2 separate regions of the Thunnus thynnus genome follow, and region 2 is linked to region 1. The links are chromatin contacts, called in public Hi-C maps. All regions are on one chromosome and are shown on one strand. Each heading gives the region's core, a stretch centred on a gene start, on an enhancer-like site or on the middle of the called end of the contact. The rest is flanking DNA. Distances are from core to core; before and after follow the strand shown.

What was found. A called contact is a pair of places that touch in the nucleus more often than the background predicts.
Region 2: a Hi-C map of muscle shows a contact between it and region 1, with 6 times the contacts expected there. The contact joins the promoter of LOC137192621 here to the promoter of dap1b in region 1. A contact is called at or near these places in 2 of 3 Hi-C or Micro-C datasets (heart and muscle).

Annotation. Positions count from the first base shown.
Region 1 is chr11:17,399,376-17,407,085 of fThuThy2.1, forward strand. dap1b (death associated protein 1b) reads left to right here and starts at 5,071. Exons shown (of 4, transcript XM_067603451.1): 1 at 5,071-5,229; 2 at 6,199-6,295; 3 at 6,912-6,978; 4 at 7,101-7,436. The coding sequence starts at 5,160. The coding sequence ends at 7,217. It overlaps LOC137192614 (plakophilin-4-like), which reads left to right. Exons shown (of 22, transcript XM_067603442.1): 21 at 168-232; 22 at 2,991-3,575. The coding sequence ends at 3,236.
Region 2 is chr11:17,536,282-17,543,991 of fThuThy2.1, forward strand. It overlaps LOC137192621 (WD repeat, SAM and U-box domain-containing protein 1-like), which reads right to left and starts at 3,454. Exons shown (of 11, transcript XM_067603466.1): 1 at 2,894-3,454; 2 at 1,613-1,800; 3 at 762-848. The coding sequence starts at 3,291. It overlaps LOC137192619 (bromodomain adjacent to zinc finger domain protein 2B-like), which reads right to left. Exons shown (of 38, transcript XM_067603457.1): 37 at 5,680-5,823; 38 at 4,324-5,536. The coding sequence ends at 5,389.

The sequences.
Region 1 (7,710 bases), core at 3,821-6,320:
TATTATTTGGTGTTATTTCTCACCCCAGCACAGCATAGCACTTCTTGATCCTACTCTATCTAAATACAGACATCTGCCCTATGGGGATGTGCAGACTTTTTCACTGATATGAAATAAAGTGTATTTGCATTCAAGTCTTTTTATTTTTTACTCTTTTTTTTTTCCAGGGTCTGGAAAGCCTTCTCCATATTACTACTCATCACCTACAAGAGAAGAGCCCAGAAGAACACAGGTAAATATCATCATTCTGCATAAATGTTCAGTGCTACTTAACAGGCTCTGCAGGTTTGTCTGCTCTGACTCAACCCTGCTGTGGTAGCCATTCAGGGCATTTTAACAATACAAATAAAATCAGTATTTCCTGTTTACTTTTGGTCTGTTCATACAATTATTTATATGCACACAACGTTGTAGTAGTTTAGAACTTCCAGTGACTCACGACACACCCCAAAATGACATAACAACAAGAATTACATTACAACAAAAACACATATTCAGGGCATGTAGCATTGAGGCGAAGCACACAGGGTGACATAAGTGTGCAGTTTTTAATGTTATTATGTAGGTATGATTACTGTGCTTCACTCAGGTGTTGGTATAAAGATCCAACATCTTTGCATATTCCAAGTCAGAAACAAATCAGTGTTTCAGTATTTAAATGTTTTTGGAGGTTTAGGTGGATCAGAACCAAAAAAGTCTGGGTCCAGCACTGTAATTAACAATTATTGTCATTAATGTAAGTAAAATATCACTCTCAAAATTCTCCGCAACTCAAGGTGATGTCTTCATATAACTTGTTTTGTCTTAACAAGACTCTAAAACCCAAATATATTCATTTAAAATGATTCAAAGAAAGAAAAGCAGCAAATTCTCACATTTGAAATGAGAATATTTATCATTTTTGTTTGATAAATGACTTAAATAATCATTTCAAACGTTATTTTAATAAATCATCACATTTTTCAATAATCACATTTGTGACTATCGACAAGTCCATTGCTTGACTAATTGTTTCAGGCCTACTCGGCACCATTACTCAGACCAAGAAAAGAAACTGTAGGTGTGAACCCATCCTTGGAAATCAATGCTTTCTTCCAGGAAGTGTTTGATAGTATTGGTACAAGGCGTTTGGTTGAGAGCCCTCTCCGCTGTTCTGTATCCACCTGGCGAGGACGACCAGCTCTTCCACCTCACTTGACTAATACAAAGAGACTGACACGTATTCCACGGTGGATAAAAGGCGATGCTGGGAACGACCCAGCACATCAGCTATTGTCTGAGCGAGAGTGAATGTGACTGCTAGGATTGGGATGGTCTGGGTGCGTCTCAGGCACCTGTCACTGTGGGACACGTCCATGCGTGCCCATTCAGATAACAGACACAGCGAGAAGGAGGGAGGAGATCAGAGGGTTCTCTTGTGGCCTTCGTCCCATCACATTTAGACCAGTTAATGTGTGAAGACAGTCATTACCCCATTTCTACCATTTACCTTGAAGCAGTTTTCTGTCGCATTAGTGGCGAGAGATGTGTGGGCTGGAAGGTGATTGATTAATGTGGCTGAAAAATCTCCAGACAAAAGTGCATTTTGCTGAAACTGCTGAGATGTTCGTATTTGTTGATACATTTTATTACCATCAAGTGGAAGATTGGTTTGAGGTATTTTTCATGTTGTTTTTTTTTGTGTTTCTGACAGTGATGAAAGAGGTATTCATATCCACCTCTAAAAGGAATAGTTTGACATTTTGGGAAATACTTTTATTTTCTTTCTATTCTGAGAATTAGATGCGATCGATATCGTTACCATGAAGTTTCCTGGCAACCGGCGGAGACTGCAGGAAGTGAATGCACCTGATCCAAGAAATAGTCTCACATATAACCCATATAATTGTCATTTTTACACTTCGGTTTTTGGATTAAACATTCAAGATATAACATGTTAATTAGTGAGCTTTAGAGGTGGATTCGTTACCTGGAGAGAGAGGCAGTTATAATGCTAAGCTAACTGGCTGCTGGTTGTAACTTCACATTTATCATCCAGACATGAGGATGGTATCAAGTTTCTCATCTGGAAATAAAGTGAATAAGCCTATTTCCCGAAATGTCAAACTATACTAAAAGTAGCAAAACCACAATAGAAGAACACTCCATTATAACTAAAATTCCTGCATTCGCTGTATTATCAGCAAAATGTACTTTTAAGTATTTGTTATGAAGAAAATATTATACAGTGTATGAAATGACTGGATCATTAACACTGATGATGCATCTGTGTGTAAGCAGCATTTTAATGTGATGGTTGGTAGAGGTGGAGCTGATTTTAACCACTTTATATACAGTCATGTAACATCATCCATATGTTTTAGATGAAGACTACAGAGTAAAAATAAACCTGTAAAATAAAAGCAATGAAGTAAAACATGACATTTCCCCCTGAAACCCTCTCCAGGCAAGTTTTAAGACATAAATAATATTATGCTTTAATCATTTCTGGCCAATATGGTTTTTCCACAAAAAATGTTCAATTACCTTGTTAGAAATTCTTAAAAATTCTTCTCCCTCATTGGAAAAAAAAAAAAAGTTGAACTGCTGGACACAAGATGTCTCCTACTTCACTGTATTCTCAGTGTTTGTGCACTGGCAGTTTCAGATTTTCACATCACATTTGTATAAGTTGCATATTGAACCACGATGGCTATAAACTAATTGTGATGTCACAAATCCTGCTCGTTGGTCTTAAACTCAGATTTTCAGTGAGCACAGAGAAACTTTCCCCCTTCAGCAGATGAAGTTGAAAACATCCTTCTGGTGTCAAACTCTGCACTTACATCATTCTGCACAGTGAAGCTCAAACATCCAACTGAAGTTACAATAAAGAAAACACATTTTTGAGTGGAGGGGGACTTTTTTTTAGTGATTTGCCACTGCTGGTTCTTTACCACACTCCAGTGAAAACCAGTTCATCACAGCCTTCTTGCCTCTTTCCTTTGCAGCCAATGTATTACACAGATGAGCCGGGCAGGAGGAACTACGATACATACAGAATGTACCTGCAGCATCCTCACGGCTACGACGACCCCTACTTGGAGGAAGTCATCACCTACCCGCCCACAGTCGACTACAGTTCCCAGCCTCACGGACTGAAATCCACCACCAACTACGTGGACTTTTACGCTAGCACACGGAGGCCTTCTTACAGGGCAGAGCAGTACCCCGGCTCTCCTGACTCCTGGGTATAGGTCTGGAAATGCTCCTGTGTTTCAGTTAACAACCTTCTTTTCATCCCTGACTCTCATTCCAGGGCTTTGAACGAGGGGGGTAAGCGGGGTGGGGGGATGTTGTCTTCACCCCGCAGCAGAAGCGAAGAACCAGGGAACACACAAGAACCGACAAACGTTTTCATGAACTTGGCTTTATAAGTGTGTTTGTTTAAAAGTGGATGTGTTTGTACGGAGGGGAGTTCAACTTGAGCGATAGCAGATGGAAGGATGGAATGTGTGCCAAAGAAGGAAATCAAGGAATGTTTTTTTTAAATTATTTTTTATTCAGTAAAAGGAAGATGGAAATCATGCTTGGGGGAGGGGGGATGGGTAGGGGTAGGGGGAGGGAAGGGAGGGGGGGGGTTCTGCTGAGAGAGACGAAACCAGACATTATCGTGAGAGAGACGTGCGTCCTGCTCTGTCTAGATGTTAGTTTTATTTTCTTTACGAAACTCTTAGCTGTGATAGCATGGTGAAGGTGTGAGTCATGTGAGCGAAGGTCCGCGATAAAGAGTCAAGATGGGGAAATGTGTATGTGCTGAAGCCAAAATGGATCATGAACTCATATCTGTAAAACAAGAGAAAAAAAAACAAACAAACAAACAAATAAAAAATACTAGTAAACTAATGATGTTAGATTGTACAGAGGGATCAAATTGTATCTGTACTTAATGTTGAAGCTGTGTAATGCCATGGAGTCTTGTACATTTCTTTCATTTTATTGTAAATATAGAAAAAAAAAAACATGTTACCTGGTTTACACTCATCCGCACTGGTTAAAAAAGAAACTTGTGCCATGTTAAAACTCTATAGATATATAAATATGAAGAAATTATGTGGGAAAAAAAAGATGGCATCATAACACAACCATGCTCTAATAAAAGGTCAGTTTTGTTTTTTAAACTGTGTAATTGCATCTTTTCACATCTCTTTTTCTCTTCTTCATCTTATATGCGCACAAACTTCTTGTAAACAGTTTTTTTTCTTGCATTTATTCTCCTCCTGTGGGGGGAAAAAATGTTTCATTATATTGTATTTACTCAGGTACATGAATAGAGGCAGGCCAGCTCTGAACCAGCTGACCTGTGTTTCATAAACTGCACGTCTGAGGAGCCCTGAAGCACAACAATGATCTGTAACTGACCCTGAACTTTCACCCTGCATGTGGAGATGGACACAAACATTTTTTGTGTGTGTCTGGGATCAACAGAAGAAGCTAACTTTTAAAAAAGGGTGCTTTTGTGTCAATAATGTTGTCTACCAAGTCTACATAAACCTTTACATCTGCAGTTTGTGTGAAAACTTTTAAAAACAAGTTCAAGACCATGTCTGCGAAGCACATGCACAGGGAGGGAATATCATGAAATAGGCCTGAGTGCATGCAGGTGAGCAGAATATGAAAACCAATGAATAACATGTTTATGTCAGTGGCATCACTTTCACTTCTCTAAACATGCAATAACTACACCCTTTACCGTCAAAAATGCCTATTTCACAGCAGAAACTTTGACTAGTCAGCTGGAAAAAGCACAGGTGTTACTGTCTCTGAGCCAAAATGAACACTGAACATTTAAGTATCATAATTAAAACTTAATATTGATCTGGTCGCCATTTAAAGTAAGACTCAGTCCTGGAGGAGATGATAACACTTATATACGTAGATGATAACTGCACGGAGGTAATTGGCGGTCGATAATCAATCTTTGGCTGTTTCCTGTTTCACTTTATTAGTAAAATGCTGACTGAGCATCAGTCAAACACTCACATAGAGGCGTTTCTCTGGCTGCGGGCTTCCTGTTGCCACACAGGACGTCATCTCTGTTAGAGCATAAAAACAACGGAGTGGGCGTAGAGAAGAGTTTGGTGCTTTCTTTGCTTTTTCTCCTCTGGAAACTTTTCAACATGGTGCAACAACTGTCCAAACACGGAGCGATGGAGGCTCCTCTGCTGAAAGCTGGTCACCGTCCGGCAGGTAAACTTTTGTTCTCACTGTTTGCAGTTGCTTGCTTTATTTTTTTATTTTATATTTTACTACATTCAGTCGGACGCTGTTGTTTTCACTGCTCGACCCAGATAGAGAGCCGAGCGAAGCGTGACGCTCAATCATCTCCTCTTTTTTTTTTAAAAAGTTTGACACAAAGCTGCTAAATCAGATCGTCGTTTTGCTAATTGCTGTGATAATCGCATCAATCTGTTTTTTTGCAGATTTACTCATATGCTCGTTTTTTGTTTTTGTTTTTTTTTTAACTTTTCAAGCAGGCCTCTGGTGAAAGTCACACTGTGTTCTCACTAGTGAAGCTTGAATACAAGTTAATGCATGCGTGATGCTTCATCACGGAGCGCTATAGATAACTCTACTTTCTCTTTTATGTCTTTGCTTTTGCTCATTAATGATGCAGCGCCACTAAAAAGACATGCATGAAAAGTCTAATTATTTTCACTTTGTCAATTTTTGTTATATGCTCCTTTTGCATGTTTAATTTTACTTTTTTTTTTTTTGCATTTTGCTTCTTGATGGGGGCTTTTCATGCTGTAATGTTCAAAAGGTTTTAGGTTAGTGGTTTGTGACCCCTTCAAATATAGCAAAGTCCTCTTGTGACCCTGCGTAACAGGCTATGTATGGTCCTAGTGTGGTTATAACTTGTGAGCATTTAAACCAAAGACTGATCTCCCTCCCCCTCCCTCACCCCCCAAAAAATAATCAAAATAGTTGATTAATTTTGTCAATCGACTTATCAGTTAAAGGACTAATTGTCTAATTGTTGCATCTTTATTTGCAATTCTTTTACAGTGTGATTATTTCATAGAAGGTTTGCAGAGTGTTTGGGATCTCTGCATGTTGTAATCTTTTAAAATCTGCATAAATACAAGTACATACTACTTTATTCTTTTTTTCCCCAGGTAACATAAATTAATACAGTTTTATTCTCTGGGTCAACAGTAAAGGCTGGTGGTAAACGGGTGGCTAAAAAAAGCTTGGAAGAGACTGGCACCCATGGGACTCCAGAGAAGGATACAAAGAGGTCTGATAAACTGAGGTAGGCTCACAGACTACAACAGTGGTCACTATGGCTGCTCCTGGAGAGCTACTGCATGTTTTACGTATCTCCTCAGTCTAACACACCTGATTCTTATTATTAACCCGTTATCAAGCCCTTGACAAGCTTCAGCTGCTTGATAACGAGTTAAATAATTAGAATCAGGTGTGTTAGAGTGGGGAGATACCTAAAATATGCAGAGTTGGTGACCACTGGTCTACGACATCTAAAACATTTTTCCACAGCAGACATTTTGACTCGTTGTGGCAGGAAAAGCACAGGTGGATTTGATAACATTGACAATGGCTCAGTTCCATTCAAGTGTCCAATGAACCATCAGGCACTACACTAGTGTCAGGAATTTGGAAAAAGCTAAAGTTAATGTGCTTTTTCTGCTCTGACATGTCAACATATCTCCTGTAAAAGCATGTCTTTAAAGGGTTATTATAACTAATTTCTCTGCATGTGAACACCGAGCGAGAGAAATAAATGCTCCAACCTGTGATTTTTTTTTTTTTTTTTTTTTTTTTTTTTTTTTTTTTTTTTTTTTTGAATGTCCGGCATCACTTTGACCATGTCTATTATTAAATTTGATTAAACTATGATCTCACAGCAGCAGGTCCCTTGCCACCTCCAGCAGGATGCAACAAGTTGGTGTACTTCTGGCAGGAACGCTTGATAAGGTAAACAAACATCCCCCCTTTTGGAAAAAGTCTGTTCCAACTGAGTAAACCGGATTCATTACAATGCCTCTCGGGGCCGCAGGGCTTTGTGGATAATAAACTCTTGCCTGTAATCTTCACAGCTGAGCCATGACTTTCCAGAGACACCAGTGAGTGTGAGGCACAGCAAGGTGCTCCCCGCAGTGGAGAAGCACCACTCGCCCCGTTCTTTCTTCATCCAGCAGCCGAGGAAATGTTGAACGACATGTTTGAAGGGATCCGTGTTAAGTCAACTGTGAAACACAAACATGAAGTGTTAAACACGTGAGGGAGAGCTGACAGGTTGTCTGTGAAGTGTCAGTGACATTTTAGAAGAAACATTAGCTTTTTTTCTGCCTGTGCTTGTTTGTGAGGATACTATAAACCAGCGTCACTGTGTCTTTCCTTGTGTTAAGAGATAAATGCTGAAGTCGTATTAACCAGCTGATGAAAAACACATGGCATTTGGGTAGAAGTAAGTTTAAAGTGAGAGTTAGAGGGGGGTTGTAAAGTGAGATACTTGAGACTCTTGTGTTTTTTGTTTTCTCAGTGAAACCTCACTATGTATTGCTTGGCACTTATTAGATTTAATAAAAAATATATTGCATGGCATCACTAGATTTGTTTTTCTCTTGCAATAAGCTCCAATGACCACTAGGTGGCAGCAAATAGCCATTTACAAACTTGAAAGCTTAAATAAAGTCAGATAATCTT
Region 2 (7,710 bases), core at 2,204-4,703, 140 kb after region 1:
AATACCAAAGTAGGCAGGGACATCAACAACAAACACACGGATGCCTGCTTTAAAATCGGCCCCTTGCTTCTCTGAATCATCTACACTTCAGTCTCCTTCTCATAAAAGAGTGGATGATGCTTCAAGCATGCACTCCACTCACCGAGAAAACATACACGCACATTTCACAAAGGCAAACTCAGCAGCACAGCACCTGAAAAACTACATTTCAAAAAAGAAACGGCACAATGACAGACATTGTTCTGTGTCCCTCTACAAGCTGCTCAGAGATGAAAAATCCCCGTGGACTGCAGTGGGTCGCAAGCACGTGGGACACATTGCATCCTCCCCAGAAACAGTCGTTACCATGGCAACACATCTTAGAAACTAACAACATGGCGTGTTGGTGCGCTAACAAAAATACAGCCGTTGTGAATGTGCTAGAAATGTTCTTGTTCTGTTGGACAATGTCTCTGTGGATATATGCACCTGATTTCCTTCCAACTCTTCTACACACATACACACACACACACACACACACACACACACACTGTCCTCTTCCACCCGCTATATTTCAGCAGAATGTCTTAAAATGATCCATTATTAATGAGACAGTCTGCAGCTGATTTTTTCCACACACTAATAAAATTCTTCTATTCTGCAGAGAGATTTCAAGGTTAAAGCAGTCAGTTCTGTCTCTCCCTCTTCCTCTCTGGTCCTCTCGTGGGTGATGAGGTAAGAGGGTCTTCAGTTGAGGGAGCGGGCAGAGGGGGTAGGCCTACCTGCTCCTTCACGCTGGGAAACGATCCATATTTTCAGCCGGCTGTCCTGTCCGCAGGAGGCCAGTCGAAACTCCACACAGCAGCCGTCTGCAGAGCAAAAACAGACACTTTCTGAATGTTTATGCTTGAATGAGTCTAAATCCTACAAGACAAATATCATCTGACGGCTTGTTTGTGGAGTCATGAAAGCTTCTTTTACACTGTATGTGGCATAAAAATATTGTTTGAATTACAGCCAGATTTCCATGACAAAAATATGTTTTTTTCTTCCTCAGTAGTGCAAAGAACAAACACTGTGAATCTCATTTTGGTTCAAGGATAATATACGACTCACATCTGTCAAATCACTAAAATGTGAATAACTGTTGTTAAAGTGGAACTACTTACTACTGAAGTAATAAAACTGTCCTCAGAGCAGTCTGTCAATCTTTTATTTTTATTTTTTTTACAATTAATCGATACTGGTTGGTCTATAAAGTGTCATAAAATAGCAAAAAATAATTAAAATTTTACCTTTACTATGATAAAAACTGAGGAAGACAGCCAATGATCACATGTTAGAAGATGGAACCAGCAAATGTTTGATAAATGACTTCAATAATTAATTTATTATCAAAAAAGTTTTCAATTAATTTTCTGTCAATCAACTAATGAATTAATAACTAATCATTCAGCATTAGTTATGTGTAAAATAACATTTTTTACTACCATAAATGAGTTTCCATTCACCCTCTTTGTTTCCGGGTGCAGCAACAAAAACTAAACTATCTGCATGTCTGGACATCACTAATGAAAACAGGATATAAAGAAAATATGTTGATTTTCGGTGAACTGACCCTGCAAAGACTCACCAACTTTGAACTGGGGTGCGAAGTTGCAGCAGGTGACGCCCAGGTCGTGGGCGTCCTTCTCAGCATGCAGGAGGCTGATGTCCACGTCCCAGAGTCTGAGGTCACCGTTGGTGCAGCCGGTCACAAACATCTGGCTGCACGGAGAGAAGCAGCAAGCCACCACGCTGGCCTCGCTCACTGCACTGCATCTGTGAGGGAAAACATTTAGATTTAAAACGACATCATCCACAATATGAAGACGGTGGTGTCAACTTATTTCATTACTGATTCTGTTGCTCCAGTAAAAGAACTGGTCTAGCTGATGGAGCTCACTGATCTCCATTAATCTCATGTGTCAACTGTAACCTGAAGTATTATTATTTCATTTGGCCCCAACTCTTCTCTTTTGAGTTGAACTTGTTTAAAGGCCCTGTTTACAACTCTATTTTCACAGTCAGTCTTACATAAACACACTATTTTCAGCCAAATTTGGAAGAATTTTAGTTTTTTTTATTTTGAGAAATTTCATTATTGTGTTGTTCTCGCTGTTTGTCTAAAGTGGGTGTGACTGTTGGAAAGATGTGATGTCACATATATCTATGCACCAATCAGCATTTTGCAATAAAAGCAGGACTGCAAACTGATGACATTTTCTGCTGATGATAAAACGTCATAGTGACAAAGAACGTCACAAGCTCATATAGGCCAATTGAATTAATGATGAACTTAACACAGAAAAGATGTAAATTCTCACATTAGAGAAGTCTGAAGCAGCAAATATTTAAATTTTTTCTTGATAAAAGATTGGATTGTTTTAGCACTACTTGTTGGGTTGTTTTGCTTGTGTTGCCAGGGAGACGTCTCTATTTGTCAATCAATCGGATCAAGGGCTCCAACTAATGATTATTTTCATTATCGAGTAATTAGTTGTTTGGTCTATAAAATGTCAGAAAACTGTGACAAATGTTGATCACTTTTTCCCAAAGGCCAATGTGTCCTAAAACGTCTTGTTTTGTCTCAACCAACAATCCACAACCAAAAGATATTCACTTTACTGTCATAGAAACCAGAAAATGTTCACATTTGAGAAGCTGGAATCAGAGAATTTGGGCTTTTCAAGGATGCTTTCCCCAAATTTAACTTTGTAGTTGGCTGATGAATATTTATACAGAAATATTTGATTTGAACAAAGTTTCATGTGCTTTAAATGTAAATCAAAGGCTAGAAACCAGTTCTTTATTGGTCTTACTTGATGCAGTATATCCCAGTTTTATATATGACGTGCACTGGGTCACACTGTACCTGCGTAATGTCTTGGAGGGGAGGTCCCAGAGGGCCACGGTGCCATCAGAGGCCCCGGCCAGCAGCAGGGAGGAGTCGGGCGCCAGTGCGCACACTCGGAGCGGACTGCGGCCCGGATGCTGCAGCACCGCCGACACCTCACCTGTCTCCGAGCTCCACACGATGGTGGATCCGTCTGTGGAGCAACTGAGCAGGTGGCTGCCACAAGAGCTAAAGCAGCAGCAGTGAACCCCGTAGTCATGGCCCGAGAGAGGAGAGAAAGGAAGCTCCGAGAAATCCGCTGTGTTATAAATACGGAGGGTTTTGTCGCCGGAGCCCGTCGCCAGCAGAGACGGAGAGAAAGCGCAGCAGCTCACCTCGTCTGTGTGGTGTCGAAGACTGCAAATTAGTGACACCATTTTGTGACAGAGATGTATGTTGGCTCAGCAGAAGGGAGGAGTTCACACACAAGGTGGCGCAAAATGCTCAAACATCCGCCTGTGAGATGAGAGAGTTGAGAAATTGAGGCGAGTGACAAACAGCTGACAGCTGTCTGTCCGTCAAAAAAAAAACACACAAACCTGCTCGCTGTGCGTCGTCAAGGGTTTGTCCTCAAGTACTTCCTCTTCCAACACAGCATTATAAAGTCTGTTTATCTTGCATAACTGTTATCAGTCATGTGACGCTGAGTTGCTGTGAGTTACTCAATGGTCAGAGTCGAATTTTCTAATTTTTGTGTCTGTTTGCAGTTTTAAATTCTCTCTACTGAAAAACTGATCCAATTATTTTACTATTATTGCTTCTGCAAGTGAGCAGTGAAATAAGCACCGTTTACTTATGTAAAACTAATAATACCACAATGTAAACAATAACATTAATTTAGTAAAAGTACAAAGTATTTAAAGTACAATCAACAAAATGTACTTGGAAGTATCAAAAGTCAAAGTACTCATAATCCAGACTGGCTCTTATTAGAGTATAATTATTGATGCATTAATGTCTAATCAGCACTTTAATGTTGTTGGAGCTGATTTTAACAACCTTATATATTGTTGGGTAGTTTTATCTGTAACGATGCATCATATTTAGTTTGTTGATCACGTTTTGTCTGTAAAATCAAAAATTCTGCAAACTACAGCTTTCAAGTACATGCAGAGGAGTAAAAAAGTACATTTCCCTCTGCAGTGCAGTAGAAATTGAATACTCAAGTTAACTACAAGTACATAAAACCTGTACTTATGTACAGTACTTGAGTAAATGTTACGTTCCATCACTGGCACTGAATAAAAAAATTCAGACCATTTTACTTTAGTATTAAACCAATATCATCCAAATGGAGATGTTACAAATGAAATCCATGATTAGAAGTTGCAATTTATAGATGATCTACGATATAAATGAATAATAATAATACATTTAAAAAGGGGGAGATAGTGAGGGCTTAACGAGGCTATTTTGAAAAACAGATTTATTTTATCCGTGTCACACACCCACTATTTAAAAATAAAGTTCCTACAAAAGTCACTACTCATTTCACAATATTGATAATAAAATACAGTTACTTCAAGCTGTCTTGAGATGTCTCCAGTGGACCGTAACACAGACTCACAGCTGGATTAAAGCCTGGCGCAGGTTTCATATCTGTCCACAGGATGTCTGACGAGGATCTGGCTGAAGGAGACGCTTGGATATGAAACACACTGTGCACCACATCAATTCTGTCCAGAGGAAAAGTTTAACCTCTTATGTAACCGTTTCCTACAGTACATTGTGCAGGACACACATACAGTACACACACTGAAAATAAGTAAAAAAAAAAACAAAAAACATCCATTGTTTAGAGGTCAGAGGTCAGGCACTGTAATACTGAGGAGACCACAGTGTTTCAAGAGGATATTCAGCACAGGCAACGTATGAAGTGCTACAATCATCCTTATGCATTAATATTTTCACCAAGTCTGTACTGTATGTACAAACTTTACATGTTAGAAATAAGACTAGTGACATAAATGAACACTGTACATGTGTCAGCGATACCACTTTGTATTTTACACAGTTTAAATCACAAATGCAGATGAACAGTTAGTACTGCTGGCACCCTCGAGTCACAAAGCTGTAAACATTTTTTTTTGATTGGCTTGTTTAATGGTTGATAAAACAATCTTTAGATATTTTTTTTAAAGCTGAGTGCCGTTTTTCTCACTTTTTCCTTAGAAAAGACTGAATCATAACATAAATACTTGACAAAATAAATACAGCAAGTTATAGTACTGATGATAAAAAAAAAGGTAATTGACCAATACAATATCAAGTACAAGAGTCAGTGCGTTTTGATCAAGAAAACGGGGTATTGCACTTTCATATTATTCATCCATGAAGTGTTTTCTCCCACCAGGTCCAGTAGGAGAACTTTGTACTTTCACATTGCACAATAGTGTTGTTATAACCATGTATGTTAGTGTCACAGGTGAAGAGTTTGATATGTAGACAGCGTGGAAAGTCCTCACTTGAAATGTTTACTTCAGCAGTTCAGTCCATCGTTTGTCAAAGAATCTCCTCATGTTGTGGCCGGCTCGTCCAATCGCGGAATCGTCTTCATTAAATTTTTCACAGTTATCAAAAACCAGGTTCACGTCGATGATGAAAGTCTCCAAATTTAAGTACCTGTAATAATTAGAAATGGTTTTAATTTTGATTTATGTGCATCATCCAAATTAAAACAACTAAAATAATGAAATAGCATAAAATATATACACACGTTAAAAGAATGTTTTTACATGCCAACACTAAACTGAAAAAACACATACTGGTTGTTGGTGAGCTTTTCCCTGATGGTGGAGAAGTCCATGGGCCTCTTGATGACCTTCCTGTATCCCGGGACAGCTTTGAGGTTGACCGGTGTGAGGAAAGGCCAGGCGTCCTGATGAGCCTCCAGCTCAGCCAGCAGCACTCTGGAGAGAATAAGCGGCAAACAAAAGGTTAGCACTTTGCACTGCAAAAAATATAATTTCACTTCATTTCAAGGTACCTTCACCAGTTCAACATCCAGGATTCAGTATAACATGAAATGACACAGTAAAAAAAACTAAACCAAGCACAGATGGAGGAAAAATAAACTCCGTGGTCACCTTTCAGAATATAATAAGGTGCTGAGAAATGCCAGACACGCTCACTTCTCTGAACTCATGAATAAGAACCAAAACAATCCTTTTTACAACCACTGACAGCCTGATAAATCCCACTTCTACATGCACCAGTGATTTTCTCTCAAATACTAAGTGAAGCGAATTTTCAGCCTACTTCAGAGATGACAACAATTAGAATGAATATTAATCAGACAAGGTCGGATAATGTTTTAGAAAGCACTAAGCACTGACAATATACTTTGCAGAGCTGATTAGAAAGGTGGTCTCTGAGGTAAAAACCCTTTATGTGCTGTCTTGACCCCATACTTACCCCGTTTTTCAAAACTGTTTTTAACTGCCTGTCTGAGGAATTATTAACTATAGTAAAACTACTCTTTGTTCACAGACACCTTCCCTGATGCATTTAATAATATAGATTGATTGATTTTAATATAGATTCTTCAGTTCTTAGTATCTACCGACCCATATCAAACCTTCCTTTCTTAGGTAAGATTTTAGACAGAGTTGTACTTTAACAGATAAATACTTTCATTAAAAATGACAATATCTTTCAGACTTTTCAGTCGCATCTCAGAGCCCATCACAGCACAGAGGCTGCAATGGTTTAAGTGTTGAACGATATAATGAACACAGATTCAAATAAGCTTTCAGTCCTGGTTCTCCTAGATCTTAATGTGGCCCTTGATACCGTTGACCATGAAATCCTACTGCACAGACTTGAAAACTTGGTGAGACTTGGTCTCATGAATGGTTCTAAGTTGGTTTAGATCATATTCAACTGGCTGGGAGTTTTTTGTTTCCCTGGGTGACTACTCCTCAGAGAAAACAGACATAACGTGTGGCGTCCAGCATGGTTCTATTTTAGGTCCAGTCCAAGCAGCAACTTCTGGGGCTGAAAAATGAAGCCAACGAGGAATTGCCAAAAACTGGAGTTCCTCAAATGGCCACTTGAGGCTGGCTCCAAAAGCAAATCAATCACCATGGACTCCCATGTTAAAATACCTAACTTTACAGAAGAAATAAACTTGTTTACAGCCTCATACAAAAAACGGTTTTGGTCTCTATAGCTAATTTCCCCTTTCATGACAACTGTACAGGGGATGAATTTTTATATAACTCACCCGTTTAAATTTTATTAAGGCTTATGCATAATGAGATCGTGGCTGCTTTGAGTGACAGGTGGGTGCCATCACAGGCAAGTTGCTACCATGGTGACAACGCTGGTTAGGTAACGTAACCATGGCATAACCCCAGATTCACAGAGTATAGGCGTAGCCGTCGCTATTTCAATGTGTTTTCAGTTCGTGAAAGTTCATCTTGTTCAGTGTTTGGTTGCACTAAAAGATGCTCTAAGGAGTCAGATGTTCATTTTTTTCCAGTAAGTACATTTGTTTTGATGGTTTTAACCCTGTTTTTTGCTAGCAAAAATGAGCATTAGCATTATCACAGTTAACCAAAGACTGTAAATGCACCTCACTAACCTAGCTAGAAGCTAGTGCTAGGGTCACGTTGTGGCTATGTCCATTATTTTTTCTACAGTCTAGGTCCAGTCCTCTTCAGCTTCTATATGCTACCCGTTGGCGATGTCATCAGAAAGCATAAAATTGAGTCTCATAGCTACGCAGATGACACCCAACTATACTATCTGTGTCTCCAGATGATCTTAGTCCCATTGATAGGTTAGTGCAATGT